Regions from separate parts of the Mus musculus genome. Here all the other regions are linked to region 3. The links are chromatin contacts, called in public HiChIP or PLAC-seq and promoter capture Hi-C maps. All regions are on one chromosome and are shown on one strand. The core of a region is the stretch at or near the end of the contact, and the rest is flanking DNA. Distances in the headings are between cores, read along the strand shown. Region 1 has its middle 32 kb from the start of Gm38811. Region 2 overlaps Skap2 (src family associated phosphoprotein 2). Region 3 holds the start of Hoxa9 (homeobox A9).

Region 1 (3,930 bases), core at 37-2,536, 480 kb after region 3:
TGTGAGTTTGTCACAGAAAGTTATGCTTTTTTTTTGGGGGGGGGGGCTGGTTTGGTTTTCAATCCCTCAGCTTTATCACCCATTTTATGGGCTGGAGTTAAATGGCAGTACAATGCAGTTTGGTCTCTTACTGCTCAGCACTAACAGCCATGATGAGCCATAATTAGAAGTAAAACCACCACATAAATAACGTGGCAGAAAAATTGCCACTGTGAGAAGCACAGACTTTGGCTCTGGAAATTCCAGCGGGCCTTATGCATCTTTCACCCTCAAGGGGCACGGAGTATTTTAGCCCCCGTATTTGTCTCACTAAAGCCAAAATGGGAGCCATTTAGACTTTCAAATAAGCTTTTGAAAATAGAGAGTGCAGTTTTAAACAGACTGTCTTCTACAAAAGTGGGATGTAGAAGCCTATATCATCTAGAGGGCAGGCCAGCCAGCTGCAAAGGCTGGGAGGTAAAGTGGTCAGAGCCCCGAGCTCACTAGAAAAAAACGGTACAAGGGAGGAAGGAGGTCCTACCTCCTGCATCATTAAGGCTCCATGTGCTCCTCTGAGCCAGAGGAGGCCGGCACACCCAGCATAGCAGCCTATGCTTGCTCAGGACATCTTGCAAATGTCACTTATGGGTGAAATCAGGGAGTCGTGTATTTTTTTAAACTAGTATTTCCTAGGCCTTTCACATAATCCTCTTTATTTCTCATCACAGCCTTAAGAAGTCAAGGAAGAGAAAACCAATGCTATTCCATACCTGAAAATGATCTTAAGAAAAGAGGGCTAACAGCCAGAGGTGCTCTGCATACTCTGCCAGCCCGTTGTGGCCAACAGAGAAATTAAGGCCTGAGACTTCTTCTGTGGATGACATAGAAAACTGGAACAAGTTCTCTTTTCCCGACCTCGCCTCTCTTAGCCAGAGGTGAGAAAAACAAATCCTCACAGCACATCATAATTAGAGGAATGCCTCACTTATGGAAGTGAGAGCCACTTTTAAGATTGGCTTAAGAATATTTATTTACTTTTTTAAAATGCCCTATACATTTTTCTATGGGTCAGCCAGAATCAGCAAGGTCTAGGCTTCCTGCAGAATTAAAGGGAAGGTCCATCTGGAGACTCCGTTTCAGCGTCTACAGACCAAACAAACAAAAAGCAAAAGCAAATCCATTAGCAACTACGTCGAACAGTTTCATTTGTTTTGTCTAAAATGTGCCCTGGATTACACAGTACAGGAAGTAAAATGTCTCCACGATCTCCCAGCAAGCACAGCTCCGATTCACACGGGAGCGTGTCTACGTTTTTATCTGCTTAGACCACATATGGCAGGGCACGGGACGTTTTTAAATTGAGATATGAAGTGCTCAATTTCTTTCTTTGGAGCTGTTTTAGTCTAACAAATTTACCGCACGTCTCGGAAAACACATAGCTTTGCCAAAGTTGGTGAGTAGCCCGGCATGGTTTATCTCCAGCCCACAGCTCTTTCCCTGAATTCAATACTGCAGGCACAATTTAATGCAAACCCAATTTATGACTTAATGCTCTAGGGACCTGGTGGGAGATTGTTACATTATTCTTTTCTAATCCTATTTGTGTTTTAATTTGCTAAGTCTGTAATGAGGTGCATGCCTTGAATAGATTCAAGATCTTTCACATTGCTTTTGACTTTGTTTAATATAATAGATTTTACAGTTTGCATTAAATACCCAGGTGCTACGGTCAGTATTATCTCTTTATTTTCTCAACTAGAGTGAATAAAATTACAGCATGAAAGTAATTGTGTACATGTTTCCTTGTTTATTGTAATGGTTTATTTCCCATTATAATTCTTGATTCAAATTACATCTAGTTCTCCAAAAGTCAATTCTCCGTGGGCTCCCACTTCCCTCTCTCACACAGCTGTACCCTCTGAAGAAAATGCTGTATTGGCTGTCAATTGATCAGTTGAAAAAATAATAGAATAAGTTTTCTGGTCTAATTTATGATTTCATTAAACAGGAAGGGGGAGGGGAGAAGGTGGGGGAGGGGTTGCTATGTCACTATGTACCTGCCGCTGCTGTATTTGTGGCGTTTGTCTGAAACACACCATCTCTAATCAGAATTGCACATTGCCCAACTCCACGGTGTGTCATTTGCTGTCCATAACTGTGTTATAGCCAATTATAGCTAAACTCTCTGTTCTATATGCACAATCAAAGGGCGTCTGGAACGCATTTTGCTATTTTCTGAATCCTATTATTGCAGGCATGTTTATTATGTTCAAAAGATGGCTTTCTGAAATTACACTGGAATTGTACAACCCACCTGCCACTTCCCAACAAAAGGCCCTAAGCCTTCCTTCACGAGGGGAAAGTTCCCCCAGCCCCTGCTAACTTTTCCAGTGCTATTTTCTCCTACCACTGTTTTGAGAAGCCTCAATGCCCCGGCTTGTGAACATTTACAAAAGCAACCAAGTTCTCCAGTTAGCTCTTATTTTTAAATTAATAACACAGCGGGTCATTTTGATTCCTGTGGTGGATGGTGCTGGCTTTAATCATCTTTATTAACATTTCTCCGACTATGAATAAAGGGATTATAAAACATGCCTCAAACCATAAGGACTTGAAAGCCCTGAAGCAGCTCCTGGAGGTGAGCTGTCACAGGGATAAAAACTTCAAGTTGCGTCCTTCAGTTTCATTTGGGGCCATTTTAGGAGGAAAGTGGGTGCTGTAAGAAAGACACACGATATCTGTTTGGAAATGTAGCACCTCGTCATGAATTATTAAGGGAGGAAGGCAGACACTTCTAAAGCGAATACTTTCCTTCCCCGCTGCTGAAGCGTGGACCCTTAAATCCTCCACCCCCACACCACTGCCCAAGCTTACTCTATCACCAGCGTTTGCCTCGAAGGGCTAGGGGATATTATTACCTTTTTATTTGCTATTTTTACAGAAACCAACAAAGTGCTTTGAAAATATATAAGCACTTAATTCAAGCCAAGCTTCTTCATTCAAGCCCACTTCTAATTTGTTTTCCTGTAGCCAGGAGCCTGGAGAAGACACTGTGATTTATGTTTTCATTTATTTACTTTATTTGGGCTTTTCATTTAAGAAAAGAATTTCTTACACGACCCCTGACCCCTTCCTTCTGCACCATCTCGCCCACTCTCTCTACAGGCCGTCTCAGAGACAGACTTCTAAGTCACAGAGTAACACTTTGGGGACTTTGCCCACTGTCTGTGTAAGGGCTGGGCTCCTTCCACCACGGCAGCGGCAACACTGGGGCATTATCTCTACATCCATTAACAAAAGAAATTCTTTCATTTCTTGGAAGAACTCCCACCTGGGGGTCTAGCAGCCATGGCCTTGAGTGCTGAGTCTAGCTAGTCCCCACCTGGTGACCTCAAGGCAGATCCCATCCCTCTACACATTCATTGGTCCTGTCTTTCTGTCAACTAACATATCAGGTAACTTTTGTATGCCAGCCACTGGGCAGGTAGCAGGTAGTACAGGCAAGTTCCTGGCTTGCACTAAGTCAGCCAGGCAGAGAGACAGACAAGTGGCAGCCATGGTAACAGGAGATGCCAGGATCTTCAAGTGAATATCTGTAAGTGATGGTGTAAAATAGGGATGTCGGAGCTAAGTATAGTGCCACAGGCCAGTGACCTCAGCACTTGGGAAGCCAGAACAATGGTTCAAAACCTGCCTCTGTTGAATAGTGAGTTAGAAGCCAGCCTGGGCTACTTAGGACCCTGTCATAGATAGATAGATAGATAGATAGATAGATAGATAGATAGATAGATAGATAGATAGATAGAATAGGGATTCGTTATGATTTGAATATAAAATGTTCCCACAGGCTCATACATTTGCACACTTGGTGCCCATCTTGTGACACTACATAGGAAACCATGGAGCCTTTGGGAGATGGGCCTAACTGAAGGAAGTGCATCACAGGAGGGG
Region 2 (3,836 bases), core at 292-2,791, 280 kb after region 3:
TGTGCTTGAAAGAGCTTAATTTGAAATTGAATTATTTTAGTTTATTAGAGATTATAAACAGGTTCTCCACTTATAAAGCATAAACTACTTGTTCTTTTTTTAAATTATAAACATTTTAAAATCTGTATTTGAGTGTTTAATTTGCATGCGTGTATGTATGTGCATCATGTGCATACAGTGCCTGAGGTGGTCAGAAGAGGGCATCAGTTCTGAAACTGGAGTCACAGACAGTTGTGAGCTGCTGTGTGGGGGCTAAGAACTGAACCCAGAGCCTCTGCAAGAGCAGCCAGTGCTCTTAGTCACTGACCATCTCTTTATTCCTATTTTAAAATTTGGAAACAGGGTCTCTATGTGTAGCCCTAATGGACCTGGAGCTCATTCCATGTGCAGACCAGGCTGGCCTTTAAGTCACAGGCAGTGACGTAATCCTCTTGTTTCTGGTTCCTAAATTCTGGATTACAGTGTTTATCACCAAGTGCAGCAAGTATTTGGTACTGTAAAAGCAGACCTCAAATGTGATTTTTGTTGTTTATTTTTAGCTTCTGACCTATTCAATAATTTTTCCTTGTAGTTGTTTTCAACTACTTTTGCCACTTGTAAGTCAATATCCTCAAGTAACTTCTTATACCCTTAACTTCAAATCCTAATTCTTAGGAGGCTGACTGAAAGGCTTACCTGATCCAGTGGTGCTTGGGTCCCTCCCTGACGCAGTGCCCTCGCCCCTACAGTCTCACCCTTGCTGTGTGTCCTTCCCTCCTGCCCCAGTGCCCTCGCCCCTACAGTCTCACCTGTACTGTGTATCCTTTCCCTCCTACAGTCCCACCCATGTTTTGTGTTCTTTCCCTCCTATAGTCTCACCCTTGCTGTGTGTCCTTCCCTCCTAGTCTCACCCTTGCTGTGTGTCCTTCCCTCCTACAGTCTCACCCATGTTGTGTGTCCTTTCCCTCCTACAGTCTCACTCTTGCTGTGTGTCCTTCCCTCCTACAGTCTCACCCTTGCTGTGTGTCCTTCCCTCCTACAGTCTTACCCTTGCTGTGTGTCCTTCACTCTTACAGTCTCACCCATGTTGTGTGTCCTTCCCTCCTACAGTCTCACCCATGTTGTGTGTCCTTCCCTCCTACAGTCTGACCCATGTTGTGTGTCCTTTCCCTCCTGACCCAGTGCCCTCACTCACCTTGTTTTAGGGTTTGTAGTGAAACAAGATTTCTCCACTTTTAACTGTATTGTTGTTTGTGCCGAAAACCACTCCTTGTGTTTCTATGTTGGTTTCAGCTTCTGTCGTCACCCCACAGACCTCCTTCCTGAGTTGAGACCCCACATGGCTTTTCTGCCCCTCGTGGCTCTGCATCCTTTTTATTTTCTGTTACTCGCTTACCACAATTTGTAAGTTCATGAGGTTTTGTGTACCTTTTCTGCCTATCTTCCTGACTATATTATTGTAAGTTCCACCACTAAGGGGCCATGAGACTTGTTTACTTTTGTGATCTTCATGCATGGCACAGTGCCCACCATGTAACAGGCCCTCAGTAAATCTCTGTGTAATGAATGAATAAAAGCAATCTACTCTCAGTGCTACTGTTTGGTATGAGACCTCATCACAGTGAAATACTGTAGCTGCCTCCTAAACTAAAAGCCCTCTCAAATTCCTTTTATGTTTCTAATTCTACCCTGCCAGATTGATTTTATGAAATAGTACATTGATAGAATCATTTGCTTCCTCAGATCCTCCAGGAGTGGCAGATTGCCCACTGAATCAAGTCCAGGCTCCTCTGCTTGTTTTTAAAGCTCTTCTAATCATAATCTTTTACTTCTCTTTCACATAACTCTTTACTTTTATAGGCTAGCCCCTTTCATAAGTCATCAATATTTATTCTAAATGCTTACTATCTTCCAACATTCATAAGAAGGCCTGCAGCTCTCCTGCCTCCTTAAATAAATTCAGCCCTTCATTGCTTGATTTCCCATGCAGCTACTGCTTGATATACATTAGAACTTAGATTTTGACCATGTTCTTGAACAGATTCTTCAGTGTAAGTCTTGTTTTTACAACAGTATAGAGTAGCCAATGTGAAAGTTTTGCCTCCAAATACCACTAAGAAGCAGAGTTCAATTGAAACACTGTTTTATAGAATTGTATGACGTGCTCTGTCATAGGATTATCTAATTGAGTGTTATAGAAAAATGGAAATTTTTTTGTCTTGGATATTAATTGGAACATTTGATAACAGTGGAAATAGTCACATTTTATCTTTATTAAATTTCATTGATAATTATAAGGCTTCAGATTTTTGTGACATGTGACGCAGAACTACTTATAAAATTAAAGGTGCTCATTTATTATTTCAAAGTATATGGTAATACTATAAGGTCAAAGGCTGTGTTCTTTCTGGGGAAAATGATCATAGAAACATTCTTACAATTCTTAAAGACATTTAATATTCAGTTGATGGTAATTCTTAATATTTTAGAAATTGACCATCTGTTAGATAGACATCTTTTTCCTGAGTTCTAGAGATGGCCTTTAGGCCTGGGTAGGCAAACACTCTACCACCAGCTTCACCCACAGTTCTTGGAATCAGTTATACCAAATTCATGTTTTGATTCATAATCTAACAAAGAACATTCACTGCCTCTGTTATGTAGACTATTTTAAAACAATTGAATATTAGCATCCATTAAAATTTATGACTCACTACTTTATTTCAATTAATAAGTGAATTTAACTTCTTAAGTCCTTTGAAACTGTAGACAAGTTTAGAATGCCTTAGTTACCATGACAGACATTATACAGTCTCAAAAGAAATGACTTTTAAAACTACTTTTGATGTTGACAGTGCACACCACTGAAATTCATTAATTTGTTTTGATTCTTTATTGTATCAAATATTTGAGGGGCAGTAAATTAATTTTGCTTTAAATTTGTTACAGATTATATGGACATAGAGTATATACTATATATAATTTATTTTATAGATTTTATAATTTTGTTATCTTTAACCACAAAATGAATTCTTTTAGATGTATTAGATACATTTTTTAATATAATGAAATTTCCTGAAGTTACCTGCTAGTGAGTGGCAGGACAGGAACTGGAAAGCCAGACCTGACTCTTGAGACCATGGTGACCATTGTGCTCTCCTCTTACAGGTACAGTGTAGAATAAGGAATGAGTGCAATGATAAACAATCTGTTCGTGAATGAGTATAGAGTTCTTTGTTGTTTTTGATACAGCTGAACATGCATTTCTGGCTGATAGTAGAATTCTAGAGCAGGGACCTTGAGGTACCCAGAAGACTGCCAAATATTGATCCAAACTTTACTTAAATCATCTCAATTAATCTTCAAAGCAACCACATAAAGAAGGTATTCAAACTGAGGCTCCATAGAGGTTAACTCTCTTACTTTCCCCAGGGAGCCTAGGCTAACCTCACCCATCTTCTTTCGAATGTTAAAGCCATCTCCCTAGGATGTTTTCTCCTAGTTTTAAAAAGAAGGGAGGTCTTATTTGCCTGTGATGATTTTCTCATAGACAAAACTTTAGACTTGCCATTATAGGTCTCACAGTGTGGCTGTGTTCTGATTCCTGTCTTAGTGCTCAAACATTGGCTCAGGGTTATCATGAGGATTCGGTATCCCTTTCTGTAGTAGACCTTGACACTGATGGATCACTGTGCTGACACATGCTTGTCTTAGAGTTATACACTCCACAGTCTGTTTAAACAGTTCATTTATAACTGTTGAGTTATAAAATAGTATACATGACAACTTAGGCTATTTCTCATTTTTTTCTTCATAATCCCTTTTATGCCTCATGTTACTCTTCTGTACTCTTCTCT
Region 3 (4,283 bases), core at 240-2,739:
GATCAGGGAGGGCACAAACTGGGGCACTGGTACTAAATTGTAATCTAAGAAAACCAGCCTAACGACTCTTAATACAGAAACCTGAAACAAACCACCCTCTCCCCACCCCCAACAACACAGGCACTGCCTGAGACCACAGAACTCTGTTTCCCTTCCCGGCTCAGGCTGATGCCCGGGAATTGTTTTCGTTGCTCAGCCAACAACCTGTTATCTGAGTGACCAGTACTCCAGGCTCCCTCCAACTCTTCTCTGCCATTTTCTGCATCCGGGTACTGGGCTTATTTCAAAGACCAACGTTTTTGGAAGATTCTCAGTTGAGCATGAGGTGTTGTGTGGTTGCATCCATTTATTATTTCTAGATGTGTATACAACTCATCCAAAAGAAAGCAGAAATAAAAACCTGTATACTTTAGGATCATGTTTCTAGACTCACAAGGACAATATCTCCTTTTATGAATTTTCCCCCTTTTGGGCCACATGTAAACAGCTGCTTAATACTCAGTACCTAATTCTTTGTAATTTTTCTGTTTTGAGACTAAAGTTTTAAAAGTATTTTAAATTAATAAATATTAATGATATTAATGATGATGGTGATGATACATATCTTCTCTGAATACAAAAAATGAAAAAGTCAGCCAGGAATACTCTACCATTTACTATTACAATTAAGAGCAGAGTTATACTCCTGGGTTATTGCTTTAATGAAAACCTGAACCTCAGAGGACTACCGGATATTTAGAACACCTTGGGTTGTGTTGGGGGTGTGTGTGTCTTGGAGGAATTTGCAGGGAAAGGAAAAATATTAGGGGGAGGGGACTGAGGCAGTCAGGACAGGCCACATCCAGTTCCTGGCGCTGACCACTTTCTTCTTCCTGCCGACAAGCGAGGGGGTGTGGATCCCGGGAGCTTCCCAGCCCCTCTCTGGTGGAGAGCCTAATATTTGGGGGAATCTGTCAGAGCGTTGGAAAGTGTCTCCTTGAACTATTTCTGAGGAAGAAAGCAAAAACAAAGATGGAAATGTCTCGGGTCAGCATTTTTGTGGATAGTGAAGTAATGAGAAACATACTCTTGGAAGGCACAAAATTCACACGTGAATTTAATTACACAGTTTCTAAGAGCTGTTGCTTTGTGTTCCAGATTGGGATGGGGCCACCGCCCCTCCCATTAACAACAGTGGCTGTGGCCTTCTCACTTTTTTTCTCTTATTCCCAAAGATTCTAAGGGGTGAAAAATAACATCCTCCATTTGACCAAAGGATGAGATTAAAGTCAATGTCCAGTGTTCCTCCCGGGTTAATTTGTAGCACTGGACTTGAGCTGTAGTTTGACTATGGGATCTCTGTTGTTCTGTTTCAAGGATAACCAAGGCAGGGGCGCTGGAGATGGGGGCGGGGGGGAAAGAGAGGAAGGGAGGGAGGGGAGTAACAAAAGAAGGAAAAGGGGAATGGGAAGGAAGGGGAAAAAAAGTGGGGTGATAGAGGAATAGGAGGAAAAAACAGAAGAGGGAAGGATACCAGAGCGGTTCATACAGGGCCCAGAAACTAGGCGAGGTGACCCCTCAGCAAGACAAACACCTCTTGATGTTGACTGGCGATTTTCCCCATCTCCAGTCTGGGGAGCGGGACTAGGCATACAGATGATGGAGCTTAGAACCCGCTGGCTAGGGAATAAAATTCGCTGGGCAGTTTGTGCTCAAAGAAGTGGGCCAGGGCGCTTGTGACACAATCAGGGCGTTTGTGACACAAACCCTTGAGGGTTGGCAGTTCTCTCCTTGGCGGTTGCTCTGGTTGCTCTGTGGGGCCTTCCCTGTGGAGCAAGGGTGATCTGGCCGATGTGCAAGCGCCTGGCTGGCTTTCCAGTCTGACTAGGGTCGGTAGCCCATTTTAGGTGGTTGTATCATCGACGGTGCGTCGCGACAGGGGCGGTGGTCACTCTGTTTGAGGTGGAGAGAGCCTTGTATTTGACTTTTCTAGGCCGGCCCTGGGGGCGCGCGCGGGCGGGGGGCTCACATCTCTGAGGACTGCAAGGATTATTTACAGGGTATTCACCAACCAAACACAACAGTCTAATTTAACCTTTCCAAGTCCTCATAAATTTTTACAGGGAGCCACAGCGAGGCAAACGAATCTGTTGGTCGCTCCTGACTTTCCACCAGCCTGTGTGGCTTCCGAAACAATAACTCCTTATGAAATATCATAAATATAGATTTAAATACAGTAGAGTGAGAATGCGATTTGGCTGCTTTTTTATGGCTTCAATTATTGTCTAATTTTATGTGAGGGGCTCTGCTGGCCGTGCTCACACGCGGGACCCGCGCCTTCCTGATGGCGTGATTAATTGTGATATAAAATAGTCCGCTTAAGAAGTGTGTGTGTCTGGTATGTGTGTGTGTTGGGGGGGTGGCAAGGGAGAGTACAGAGGCAAGGCCAGATTTGATCTTTTAATCTTCGTTGGCCACAATTAAAACAAACCAGATCGTGGAGCTGCGCGATCCCTTTGCATAAAAACATATGGCTTTTGCTATAAAAATTATGACTGCAAAACACCGGGCCATTAATAGCGTGCGGAGTGATTTACGCGTTATTGTTCTGCCGGGCGGACACGTGACGCGCGTGGCCAATGGGGGCGCGGGCGCCGGCAACTTATTAGGTGACTGTACTTCACCCCCCCCTGGTGCCACCAAGTTGTTACATGAAATCTGCAGTTTCATAATTTCGGCGGGTCGGGCTGGGCCGGCCAGGCGCGGGCTACTGCAATGGCCACCACCGGGGCCCTGGGCAACTACTATGTGGACTCCTTCCTGCTGGGCGCCGACGCTGCTGATGAGCTGGGTGCGGGACGCTACGCTCCAGGGACCCTGGGTCAACCCCCAAGGCAGGCGGCAGCTCTGGCCGAACACCCCGACTTCAGTCCTTGCAGCTTCCAGTCCAAGGCGGCGGTGTTTGGTGCCTCGTGGAACCCAGTGCACGCGGCGGGCGCCAATGCGGTGCCTGCTGCAGTGTATCATCACCACCACCACCCCTACGTGCATCCCCAGGCGCCCGTGGCGGCGGCGGCGCCGGACGGCAGGTATATGCGCTCCTGGCTGGAACCCACGCCCGGTGCGCTCTCCTTCGCGGGCTTACCCTCCAGCCGGCCTTATGGCATTAAACCTGAACCGCTCTCGGCCAGAAGGGGTGACTGTCCCACGCTTGACACTCACACTTTGTCCCTGACTGACTATGCTTGTGGTTCTCCTCCAGTTGATAGAGAAAAACAACCCAGCGAAGGCGCCTTCTCCGAAAACAATGCCGAGAATGAGAGCGGCGGAGACAAGCCCCCCATCGATCCCAGTAAGTGTCTCCTTCCTGCAAACCGGCCGCTGCCTCCACGCAGGCCACCAGGATCTACCAGCGCGTCAGCTTTCTCTGGAGCCTGCCTTCGTCCTCGATGGGTGCCTCTGGATCTAGGGTCCGAGAACCAGAAGTTGGTGTTTGGAACACCTCTGATAGGGGCCCCAAGTCCAGAGAACTGTGTGGAGCACCCGGGCCGGCTAGGGGAAAGGGAGGAGGCTGCTGCAGTGAGGGGGCGGGGCGGGCGGGCGAGTAGAGCGGAGACCCGCCGCCCCTCTCCTAAGCTGCCCTGGCCTAGGACAGACAGACTTTGGGCGGTTCTTCGAAAGCAGCGCAGAGAAGTCTTTTGTGCAGCTAGATTGTTCACAAACTGTGGCAGCAACGTCAGTCGGGCAATCTGACCCGGGAAGTTTGGGGAGACCTCAGATTCCCTCCATTTCTTGCTTTTGGAAGGTGGCGGCGGAAATCCTGCCCAAGATGAGGATGCGGGCTTTGGGTCCCTTTGCCAGATTTATTCAAATAAAGTGGAGATGTGATCAAAGGCCCTGGGGCATCCTGCCTTCCGTGGAGTTCCCACGGCCTTCCGGGAAGGTCAAATAAAGAGTGGGGACAGTTGCAAGGAAGCTGGGAAAGGAAGACAGTTGGAGAGAGAGGGGAAGAGAGGGAAAGAGAGAGGAAAAGAGAGGTGGGAGAGGTTAAGCTTGCCACAAGAACTCAGGGCAGCCTGCTCTTTTCTTTGCTGGCAAAAAAAAAAAAAAAAAAAATGGTTTCCAGATTTCATCCTTTCACAATATGCAGACTGTGGGAGGAAGAAGAAGAGGGGAGGACGGGAGAGAGGAGAAAGGAGGGTGGAGATGGGAGGGGGAGCTGAGACTTTCTTGGCTCTGTTGTAAGTGACCCTCCGTGGATCTGTCTGCCAGGGCTTCATTGTGTTTCCTCTAACCAATTCAGC

Evidence for each region. Promoter capture Hi-C pulls out the DNA fragments that hold promoters and counts their contacts. HiChIP or PLAC-seq counts read pairs in DNA pulled down with a chosen protein or histone mark.
Region 1: a contact with region 3 is called in a promoter capture Hi-C map of hematopoietic stem and progenitor cells, with 2.4 times the contacts expected there. The contact joins the enhancer-like site here to the promoter of Hoxa9 in region 3. A contact is called at or near these places in 7 of 39 promoter capture datasets (the 3T3-L1 cell line, 3T3-L1-derived adipocytes, hematopoietic stem and progenitor cells and 3 more), 2 of 484 Hi-C or Micro-C datasets (the C2C12 cell line and embryonic fibroblasts), 4 of 115 datasets of contacts at active chromatin or transcription factors (acute myeloid leukemia, embryonic stem cells, neural tube and 1 more) and 3 of 9 other capture datasets (embryonic stem cells, liver and macrophages).
Region 2: a contact with region 3 is called in an H3K4me3 HiChIP or PLAC-seq map of stem cell-derived neural progenitor cells, with 22 read pairs. The contact joins the enhancer-like site here to the promoter of Hoxa9 in region 3. A contact is called at or near these places in 3 of 39 promoter capture datasets (the C10 cell line, the HPC-7 cell line and neural stem cells), 7 of 115 datasets of contacts at active chromatin or transcription factors (acute myeloid leukemia, bone marrow-derived macrophages, embryonic forebrain and 4 more) and 3 of 9 other capture datasets (adipose tissue, liver and macrophages).

Annotation. Positions count from the first base shown.
Region 1 is chr6:51,740,812-51,744,741 of GRCm38.p6, reverse strand. No RefSeq gene overlaps it. Among named protein-coding and RNA genes, the nearest start is that of Gm38811, 32 kb to the right of the region's middle. Within about 2 kb of position 1,286, at least 17 of the 459 cell types and tissues checked have an H3K27ac peak or open chromatin away from gene starts, as enhancers often do. A contact at or near this core is called in hematopoietic stem and progenitor cells, where this site is marked.
Region 2 is chr6:51,942,781-51,946,616 of GRCm38.p6, reverse strand. All of the region lies in intron 4 of Skap2 (src family associated phosphoprotein 2), which reads left to right. Among named protein-coding and RNA genes, the nearest start is that of Skap2, 68 kb to the left of the region's middle. Within about 2 kb of position 1,541, at least 8 of the 459 cell types and tissues checked have an H3K27ac peak or open chromatin away from gene starts, as enhancers often do. A contact at or near this core is called in stem cell-derived neural progenitor cells, where this site is marked.
Region 3 is chr6:52,224,576-52,228,858 of GRCm38.p6, reverse strand. Hoxa9 (homeobox A9) reads left to right here and starts at 1,489. Exons shown (of 2, transcript NM_010456.3): 1 at 1,489-3,331. The coding sequence starts at 2,755. It overlaps Gm52902 (a long non-coding RNA gene), which reads right to left and starts at 1,355. Exons shown (of 2, transcript XR_003956434.1): 1 at 1-1,355.